Linked DNA regions of Mus musculus: region 2 is linked to region 1. A link is a contact called in public HiChIP or PLAC-seq data. All regions are on one chromosome and are shown on one strand. Each heading gives the region's core, a stretch centred on a gene start, on an enhancer-like site or on the middle of the called end of the contact. The rest is flanking DNA. Distances are from core to core; before and after follow the strand shown. Region 1 overlaps Gm51906 (a long non-coding RNA gene). Region 2 overlaps Ankfy1 (ankyrin repeat and FYVE domain containing 1).

Evidence for each region. HiChIP or PLAC-seq counts read pairs in DNA pulled down with a chosen protein or histone mark.
Region 2: an H3K4me3 HiChIP or PLAC-seq map of bone marrow-derived macrophages shows a contact between it and region 1, with 9 times the contacts expected there. The contact joins two enhancer-like sites. A contact is called at or near these places in 1 of 15 datasets of contacts at CTCF or cohesin (the NIH/3T3 cell line), 16 of 484 Hi-C or Micro-C datasets (the C2C12 cell line, DN3 thymocytes, the Patski cell line and 12 more), 20 of 115 datasets of contacts at active chromatin or transcription factors (bone marrow-derived macrophages, embryonic basal ganglia, embryonic forebrain and 10 more) and 5 of 9 other capture datasets (adipose tissue, embryonic stem cells, liver and 2 more).

The regions. Positions count from the first base shown.
Region 1 is chr11:72,568,243-72,573,182 of GRCm38.p6, forward strand. Gm51906 (a long non-coding RNA gene) reads right to left here. Exons shown (of 4, transcript XR_003949712.1): 3 at 2,575-2,972. It also overlaps the pseudogene Gm12712. Among named protein-coding and RNA genes, the nearest start is that of Spns3, 20 kb to the left of the region's middle. Within about 2 kb of position 2,534, at least 41 of the 459 cell types and tissues checked have an H3K27ac peak or open chromatin away from gene starts, as enhancers often do. A contact at or near this core is called in bone marrow-derived macrophages, where this site is marked.
Region 2 is chr11:72,757,060-72,761,693 of GRCm38.p6, forward strand. It overlaps Ankfy1 (ankyrin repeat and FYVE domain containing 1), which reads left to right. Exons shown (of 25, transcript NM_009671.5): 19 at 234-410; 20 at 1,394-1,541; 21 at 2,857-2,947; 22 at 3,181-3,305; 23 at 4,304-4,450. Among named protein-coding and RNA genes, the nearest start is that of Gm46287, 5.5 kb to the right of the region's middle. Within about 2 kb of position 2,117, at least 19 of the 459 cell types and tissues checked have an H3K27ac peak or open chromatin away from gene starts, as enhancers often do. A contact at or near this core is called in bone marrow-derived macrophages, where this site is marked.

The DNA.
Region 1 (4,940 bases), core at 1,284-3,783:
CTATCTGTAATGAGATCTGTTATCCTCTTCTGGCATTCAGGATGTACATGCAGATAGAGCACTCATACATAAATATAATATAATATAAAACAAATAAATCACTTAAAAAAATTAAAGGGGCTGGGGAGAGATGGCTCAGCGGTTAAGAGCACTGACTGCACTTCCAGAGATCCTGAGTTCAATTCCCAGCAACCACATGGTGGCTCACAACCATCTGTAATGTGATCTGATGCCCTCTTCTGGTGTGTCTGAAGACAGCGACAGCGTACTCATATAAATAAAAAATAAAAATTAAGCCGGGCGGTGGTGGCGCACGCCTTTAATCCCAGCACTTGGGAGGCAGAGGCAGGCGGATTTCTAAGTTCGAGGCCAGCTTGGTCTACAAAGTGAGCGCCAGGACAGCCAGGGCTATACAGAGAAACCCTGCCTTGAAAAAACCAAAAAAAATAATAAAAAATAAAAAATAATAATAAAAATAATAAAAAAATAAAAATTAGCCGGGTGTGGTGGTGCATGCCTTTAATCCCAGCACTCGGGAGGCAGAGACAGGCGGATTTCTGAGTTCGAGGACAGCCTGGTCTACAAAGTGAGTTCCAGGACAGCCAGGGCTATATAGAGAAACCCTGTCTTGAAAAAAACAAAAACAAAACAAAAACAAAAAACAAACAACAAAAAAGAATGCATGTACTAGTTTTATTTAATGCCTTCAAACTGGAGCTAGGAGAATAAACAAACTGTATTTTCTATAGTCTAAATGTGTTAACCAACTGCATGAAAAAATGAAACAAACATGACTACTAAAGTATAGAGAAGATTTTTTTTTTATTGTAGATATAAGAGGAAAAGCAGGCAGAGGAATGAGACCAGACTGAACGTGGCTGGCCGACTAAGCTAGACCATGAGAGGAGAGAGGAGGGAAAGCAAGAGAGGAGCTGCTGACAGATTGGAGTAGCCAAAACCACTGTTACAAGGGATCTTGCAAGGGGAAGGGAAGCAGAATCCCAGCCCCCGGGAGGGAGGGGTTTAAGGTAGGGGGCGGAGCGAGAAATGCTGGGAGGAGCACAGATAACTGGTGATGCTCGGAAGGCAGGCCAGCAGCTGCTTTGGTATGTTATTTTTGTTTTTGTTTTTTGTTTGTTTGTTTGTTTTTTGTTTCGGTTTTTCGAGACAGGGTTTCTCTGTATAGTCCTGGCTGTCCTGGAACTCACTTTGTAGACTAGGCTGGCCTCGAACTCAGAAATCCACCTGCCTCCTGAGTGCTGGGATTAAAGGCATTTTGTTATGTTATTAGGCACTTCTGTCAGCCATTTAACCTGAGTTCTGAGACCCAACACAACTTATCATTACCATTTTCAAATCACATTTATTGAGTGTACATATATGTACGTTCAGCCATGTGTGTGGAGGTCAGAGGACAACTTGTGAGAGTTCATACCGTGTGGGTCTCAGATCATCACAATTGGCAGCAAATAAATGCCTTTATCAATTGATAGAAATAAGCTCATGGTCGCAAAGAAAGAGACCACCACTCCAGCGGACACGGCAAAACTTTACTCTTGAAACTTTACTTTGTGCTCGGAAGAGTGAGCACAAAGAGACAGGAAATGCCCTTGATTTCTATTCTAATGCAGGTTGTGAGTTGGTCTTTTCTTCACCTGCCCAGTGCACAGTCTTATTCATTTGGCTAGTTTGAAAAGAACTGGCATAGCCAGGCAGTGGTGGCCCACGCCTTTAATCCCAGCACTTGGGAGGCAGAGGCAGGCGGATTTCTGAGTTCGAGGCCAGCCTGGTCTACAGAGTGAGTTCCAGGACAGCCAGGGCTACACAGAGAAACCCTGTCGAAAAAGAAAGGAAAAGAACTGGCGTAAGTACAGGAAATGAAAGAGGTCACTGCTCCCTGGGGAAAAGGGTCACTTCTCCAGGTCATCAGGTTACTGAACCGCAACAGGGGCCCTCTGTGTTAACAAAGGTTTAACTGGCAGGGGTGGGGGATAGGAGAGAGGAGGTGGGAAAGATATATAACCCCTGCTTACAAAGTGGGAGAGATAAAATGCTTTGACTTCTTTGTTCCAAACACAAGTTCTACAGTTTTCAACAAAAATGACTCATATTTGATATTATACACTAAACTACTTCACTAGCCCCTATTTACTTTTTATTTTATTTTAGGGATGCACTCCTCTGTGTGTGTGTGTGTGTGTGTGTGTGTGTGTGTGTGTGTGTGTTCGTGTGCATGTGCACATGAAGATTCACAGGAGAGGAGGGTAGGGAGAGGGAGAGAGATTCTGTCTCAAAAACAAACAAAAAAGAAAGAAAAAGAAAAAGCAAGGCAGATGTCGTAGTACGGCCATGGTCGCTTGCTAGCAAGTCCATCCCAGCGCTAGATCCCGCTGACCATAGGAAGTGGGTGTGGCTTCCGGAAGTCTTCCGAACCTCCCAAACAAAATGGGAAGATGACAAAGGAAATGATTGCCTAGGTGCTTTGCTTGTCAGAAGCCTTTGAAGCAAATCAGAGCTATGATGAACCGTGGCCACCAGATGGCACCAAAAACTAAGTAGAAAACAGAAACCTACCGGCCTGCTGATCCGCGGTCAGTGCACTTCGACGTGCTCCAGAAATTGAAGGTACGGTGTGTGCTACATGGTGGGGGTCTAGAACGACAGCTTTCCCCAGGCGCTGAAGTAGAGGTTGGACCCAGGCTAGACTCTGTCTTTCCATCTATACATTGGGCACGAGTAGCCTCAGTACCAAAGCTCAGAACCCTCCTTTATATCAGTGTGACTTGGGACTAAGGATGCTGGAAAAAAGGAAGAGGCCTTCTTCAACCCCACTTCCGGTAGTGAGGAGTGTGTCTTTTTCCTGGGCAGGCTACTGGTGCTCACCCACATGAACCTTGTAGGACAGGGCACAGCATCCATACTGTAAAGTCTATGATGAGGAAGAAGCAATCCTCATATGATGAACCTTCCACCTAGAAGAGAGAAATGTGTTTTTCTTAAACAAACCAAAAAGCTACTATCAACTAAGATGCCAAGAGGCTGTGGGCCAAGTTGCAAACCAGCAGAGTTTATAGGCTCCAACCATGAAGGGAAAACCCTATGATCAACTACTTGGGGTCTCAGGGTTTTCTTTAGTTTGCTATGGTGGTGGTTGTTGTTGTTTTAAATGTAAAGTGTGTGTGTGTGTTCCACGTTCCACAGTGTATGAGTACAAGGCAAAGGACAACGTTCAGGAGTTGGTTCTGCAGTCCCTAAAGCAGTGTGCTACAAAAGTAATCAAAGCAGCAGCTGCTGTCCCCCCACCCTTCTGCCCTAGCTTACAGTCACCATAGATGTTCCCACAGGACCTGTCAAAATGGTGGCACCTAGACACCTCCTCAGTGTGCAGCCATCACAGGAGCTGTGCAATGTCAGCCCCTTCTCTCCAGCCTCCCCAAGCAGCTCCAGAGAATTGGTGCCTCAGCCAAAGCCACCTGAGACTGGGAAGAACTTCCCATCTGTACTGGCTGGTTTCCTGTCAACTTGACACAGCTGGAGTTATCACAGAGAAAGGAGCTTCAGGTGAGGAAATGCCTCCATGAGATACAACTGTCAGGCATTTTCTCAATTAGTGATCAAGGGGGAAAGGCCCCTTGTGGGTGGGACCATCTCTGGGCTGGCAGTCTTGGTTCAATAAGAAAGCAAGCTGAGCAAGCCAGGGGAGGCAAGCCAGTAAAGAACATCCCTCCATGGCCTCTACATCAACTCCTGCTTCCTGACCTGCTTGAGTTCCAGTCCTGACTTCCTTGGTGATGAACACCAGTATGGAAGTGTAAGCTGAATAAACCCTTCCTTCCCAACTTGTTTCTTGGTCATGTTTTGTGCAGGAATAGAAACCCTGACTAAGACACCATCCTAACTCATGGACCCATGTAGAGAAAGGGGGAAGGAAGGAGAAAAAAAAAAAAAGCTACCAATTCCTGAGCACGAAAACCCACCAATCTCTGAGCTTCCTTCCCACAAAAAACCCCACCAATCCCTGAACATGAAAATACACCAAATCCCTGAGCTCCCCAAGCTTGGTGCTTAAAATCCCCCACCAATCCTTAGTCTGGAAATCTCTGCCCCACAAAAGCTCGCTCTCTCTCTCTCTCTCTCTCTCTCTCCTGCCTCTGCCTCCTCACGACTTTGTAACAGGCACTGTGCCATCCTGCAAAGCTACAGAAGGGATTTTCTTTCTTTGTTTTTGTTTTGTTTTGTTTTTTTAATTTTGTAATTATATTTAGGTACAGAAAACTTAATGTACATTTAACCCAATTTAGTGGCGAGTTCTTTAGCCTTTGCTTTTTCCAGCTTGGCAATGCGAGCCACAGACTTAGGACCCAGGACGTTGCCTCCCCTGTGGCGACGGATCTCATCATATCTGTCATTATAATTGGTCCTAATAGCTTCCACCAGCTTAGCCAGAGCACCCTTGTCTTCCGAGTTAACCTGTGTGAAGGCAACAGTGGTGCATGTCTTCCTGTGGACCAGGTGCCCCAGCCTGGCCTTTCCCTTGATGATGCAGTAGGGCACCCCCATCTTTCGACACAGGGCAGGTAGGAAAACCACCAACTCAATGGGGTCTATGTCATGGGCAATCACCACCAGCTGAGCCTTCTTGTTCTCCACCAAGGTGGTGACTGTATTGACTCCTGCTCGGAGGACAGGTGGCCTCTTAGTTGGGACGTCACCTTTGCCAGCAGCTTTCTTCTCAGCACGGGCCAGTAGCCTTTGCTTCTTCTCTTGCTTTGTCTCTGGCCTGTACTTGTGGGCAAGCTTAAGCAGCTGAGTAGCTGTCTGCCTGTCCAGTGCCTGGGTGAACTGGTTAATGGCAGGAGGGACTTTGAGCCGCTTGTAAAGGATGGCTCTTTGCCGCTGCAGCCTCATGTAGCGGGGCCATTTGACAAAGCGCGTTAAAT
Region 2 (4,634 bases), core at 867-3,366, 190 kb after region 1:
GTCTCTCATTTAGCCCCTTCTTGGCTTTCCATGGCCGGTTCCTATTGTAGGAGGGTCCAGGACTCAGCTCCCATCTAAGCACATTCATGAGTGCATGTGGTTGTGTAGGAGCTCTGGAACTGAGGAAGGATGCTCCGTGGCCTTCCCAGCAGTCAGTTCAGCTGTGGGCTGCGGGAGGATCTGTTCTGTAGGGAACTGGCTATAGTGTGATTCTTTCTTGTTTGTTGCTGCAGGTAGATAATAAAGGTCGGAATTTTCTCCATGTGGCAGTTCAGAACTCTGACATTGAAAGTGTCTTGTTCCTGATCAGTGTCCAGGCCAATGTGAACTCCAGAGTCCAGGATGCTTCCAAGTTGACCCCTCTGCACCTTGCTGTTCAGGCCGGCTCAGAGATCATTGTCCGAAATCTGGTAAGCCTCAAGGAAGCACAGGAAACCAGGTGTGTTTGAGGGTGTATGCAGAAGTTGTTCTTCAAGCTGTTGTGAACAAAAGGCATGAATCTGGGAACCAAAGCAGTCCCCCCAGGGGAACAGATGTGTCAAGTCCCTAGTGTTCTGGTGGACATGCTGGGGGTAAGATAGAGTCAGGCCTTGAGAGCCAAGGAGGATTTAACAGACAGCAGAAAGACTGGAGGTCAGCTGTGTTGTCTGCCTGCTGCCAGGAATTCAGCTGAGGCTTTCTCTCCTTCCTCCCTCTCCTCTCTCCCTTTCTGTCTTTTTTTCCCCACCTAGCTGACCTGGAACTCAATGTAGATTAAGCTCTCTCAGAATAACAGACATCCACTGTGTCTGCCTTCCCCTTCCCAAGTTCCACCATTCCTAGATTAGCTGAGACTTTTAAATGAACCGTCTCTTGATTCTCCAGAAAGACAATTTTGTGTTTATAATACAGAGTAAGTTAAAGAGAATCCCCCTAGGGTCTTAGATAGTAATTCATGTAATTAGATTTGAGCTTAAGTCAAAAGCCTGACTTTCCAGTATAATGTTAGGAAGGGAACAAGCCCAGTTAAGAAAGGGTGTGGTGATTGGGCATGATGTATGTCAGTATTTTAGATAGGGGGAGTTTATTTGAAATTTGAGAATTACAAGCAGTATGGACATTCTTGCTTAGTACAGTGAATATCATTGTATTACTTCATAATTATAATATAATAAAGTCTTAGAATTCCTATGCCCTAAGGAATAGCCGTTGAACATAACGGTAGATAATTTGCCTTTGGCACAGGTTTTGCTGTGTTTGCCTCAGTAGGAAGGTGTGCAAGATCCTCATGCACTCCCTCTCTGCCAGGAGGGTAGGTTGTTGGCCTCTGCAGATAAGAGACTGTCTATAGACTTGTCCTGCTCATGGGGCCTTAAATTATGGGAGAGGCTGATTGAGTGATCAACTTGAACAGCTTCTTGCAGGAGCCAAGGTGAATGAGTTAACCAAGCATCGTCAGACCGCTCTCCATCTCGCTGCACAGCAGGACCTGCCCACCATCTGCTCAGTCCTCCTAGAGAATGGAGTGGACTTCGCTGCTGTGGATGAGAATGGAAATAATGGTAACTCCTAGGCAACCTCCTTTTTTTTTTTTTTTTTTTTTTATTTATTATATCTAAGTACACTGTAGCTGTCTTCACACACCCGAGAAGAGGGCATCAGATCTCATTACAGATGGTTGTGAGCCACCATGTGATTGCTGGGGTTTGAACTCAGGACCTTTGGAAAAGCAGTCAGTGCTCTTAACCACTGAGCCATTGCTCCAGCCCCCTAGGCAATCTCTTATGTGTAGTGTAGTGTGCTCTACCCCACCCTCAGGAAGATAGGCTTCCCTGGGAGCAGAGCTCTAGAGAGGCAGCACACAGCACACCCGTCTCGCCACTGAGCAGCTTCCCAATCTGATTGCAGCCATGGTAGTCTAAAGTGGTTGGGTTTTTAGTTACATTTTCAAAAAATTTGTATTTTAAAATTAAATTAGGTGAAGGGGAATGTCACCTAAGTCCTGGTGTCCTCAGAGGCCGAGGCATTAGATTCCCCCAGAATTGGAGTGAGTTGCCTAACTTTGGTGCTAGGAATTGGACTAAGGTCTCTGCAAGAGCAATATATTCTTAGCTTCTGAACCATCTCTAGAGCCCAGTGACTCATTTCCTTTTTCATGTGCATTTCCAGAGGACAATTTATAGGAGTTAGTTCTTCTGTACATGTGGGTCCTGGGGATTAGGTCCTCAGGCTTGGTGGCAAGAGCCTTTACCCACTGGTCCATGTGGCCTCTGTGTGTGTGTGTATGTGTGTGTGTGTCTGTCTGTCTGTCCGTCTGTCTGTCTGTCTCTCTGTCTCAGTTACTTTTTACTTCTCTGACAATGCACTATGACCATCATGGCAGGTAGCACGGCAGCAGGTAGGGAAGCATGGTGCTGGAGCAGTAGCTGAAACCCTATGTCTGAGCCACAAGCATGGGGTGTGGGGGACAGCATAAGAGCTGATTGGTAATGGAGGACAGAGATACATGCCCTCCAGGAGGCCACACCTCCTAATCCTTCCCCAAAAGTTGTACCAACTGGAGATCAAACTTTCAAATATTTGATCCTATGGGGGTCATTCGCATTGAGACCACTACAGTGAGAGACAAAGCAAACACAGAGACAGAAGTAGATTTCTGTGAAGCCATTGAATCTCACCTTTGAAGCCTCCAGCATAGAAAGCAAGGCTCATGAGATTGCACCGATGACTCATGGTGGGAGGAGAGGAGACGTGAAGGGATAGCTCTGTGCTTGGCTGGTCAGTTCTCTGACTGAGTACATTTAGATGGGGTGGAGAGGAGATAGAGTTTTCTGTCTGTGCTTCAGGACTTGCACAATAAGAGAATTTTCTCCCCAGCTCTTCATCTTGCGGTCATGCATGGTCGACTCAACAATATCCGGGCTCTTCTGACAGAGTGTACAGTAGATGCTGAAGCCTTTAATCTGAGGTGAGTGTGGCTAGCTGATCCCAGGCATAGAGCAGGGTCTCTATGACTTAGCCCATTGCCTCCCTGAGCCCCAGGTGCACCTCAGCAGCTTTTGGTTCCGTGGTAATTTTGATTTTATAATAAATATTCTATGTCCTTTAGATTTAGTTAAGATCACAGAGTTCAGAAAATTTCTTCTTCTGTGTGACAGATATGACAGATACATATCTAACCTTTGCAACTCATTTCATCAGAGGCCAGTCACCACTACACATTTTGGGACAGTATGGCAAAGAAAATGCAGCAGCCATCTTTGATCTCTTCTTAGAGTGTATGCCTGAGTATCCTCTGGACAAACCAGATGCAGAAGGCAACACAGGTATGTAAATACTACGGTATCTGACTCTCAGCATCTGGGGAAGATCCCTCCCATGGAATTTGGTTTCTGACATCTAAAGTGCTTCAGTGGCCAGGACCACATCCCTGTAACCAAGTAGACCTTCACATTGGAACCTTCCATGTTCCCATTTCGGTAGAGATAAAATGTAACCAAGATTCGGGAGGCTCTAGGAAATGTGCTTTACTACCTGTAACATGCTTGGAAGAAGTGGCAAGTTCTATCCAGGTGCCTTCTTAAGAAGAGTAATATGCAGGCCTCTCCAGGAGCTCACTTGGATGGGGTTTTGACATCATTTTATTATTAGGCTACTTAAGGAACATCATTGCCCGGGATGTAGCATAAGAGGCAGGTAGGAAGAGACTTGTATCCAGTTTCAGGTGTCTCCTTGTGTAAGATGACTGGCCTCCCCATACCCATGTCCCGTTTGATAATGGAATTCAGAGCCCTCATGTTACTGCATCATTTTGAGTTAAAAATTTAATGAAGTGTCTGGTAAGGGAAAGCCAAGGGAACTGCTGCTAGTTGTAACTTTGTAGAGAAGAATAGAATAGCTTGGTCAGACCTGGCTTACTGCTGAGCCAGCATTTCAGGAAAAAGAGGCTTCTTAGGGAAGAAGAACATTCTGGAACATTTCAATACTGATTAGTATTTTTCTGTATGTACTGAAAACTCAGGTCTTTTACATTTAGTTACACTGCAAAGAGCTTTGTCTTGTATTGTAAAAGCAGTGATTTTTGACTAGGGAAGCAACTGAGAAGTGGTTTTCCCCATGTTCCCTATGCAAGGTAGGAAACTGTGTGCAGTGTTAATACCCTCTGGCTTCTGACTGGGCCCTGTTTTAGAAGACATTGCAGATTGTCCCTGGAGTTCTCACAAGTGCTTTGGTAGTCTATGTCTAGCAGATGCCCTGCCAGTATTCTGCTCTGCCCATCCTTTGGCTGCTGGGAAACAGCCTGACCTGTGATTCTGTGTTCTAGTGCTGCTCTTAGCATACATGAAAGGGAATGCCAACTTGTGCCGTGCCATCGTTCGGTCTGGGGTTCGCCTTGGGGTGAATAATAACCAAGGAGTCAACATTTTCAACTACCAGGTTGCCACTAAGCAGCTTCTGTTTAGATTATTAGGTAAGTGGCGTGCTTGCTATACTATACCTCCTCTATGAGTATAGTTATCTGCAGGTGATTGCGTACAAGTATGGGTGATCTTTAAATCTTAATTTACTCTGAGATCTGAACCTGCTGTTCCCTTTCTATGAAACATTTAAGACACCCACAAACCTCAGCTAGTCATACTGACTATGCCTCCTGG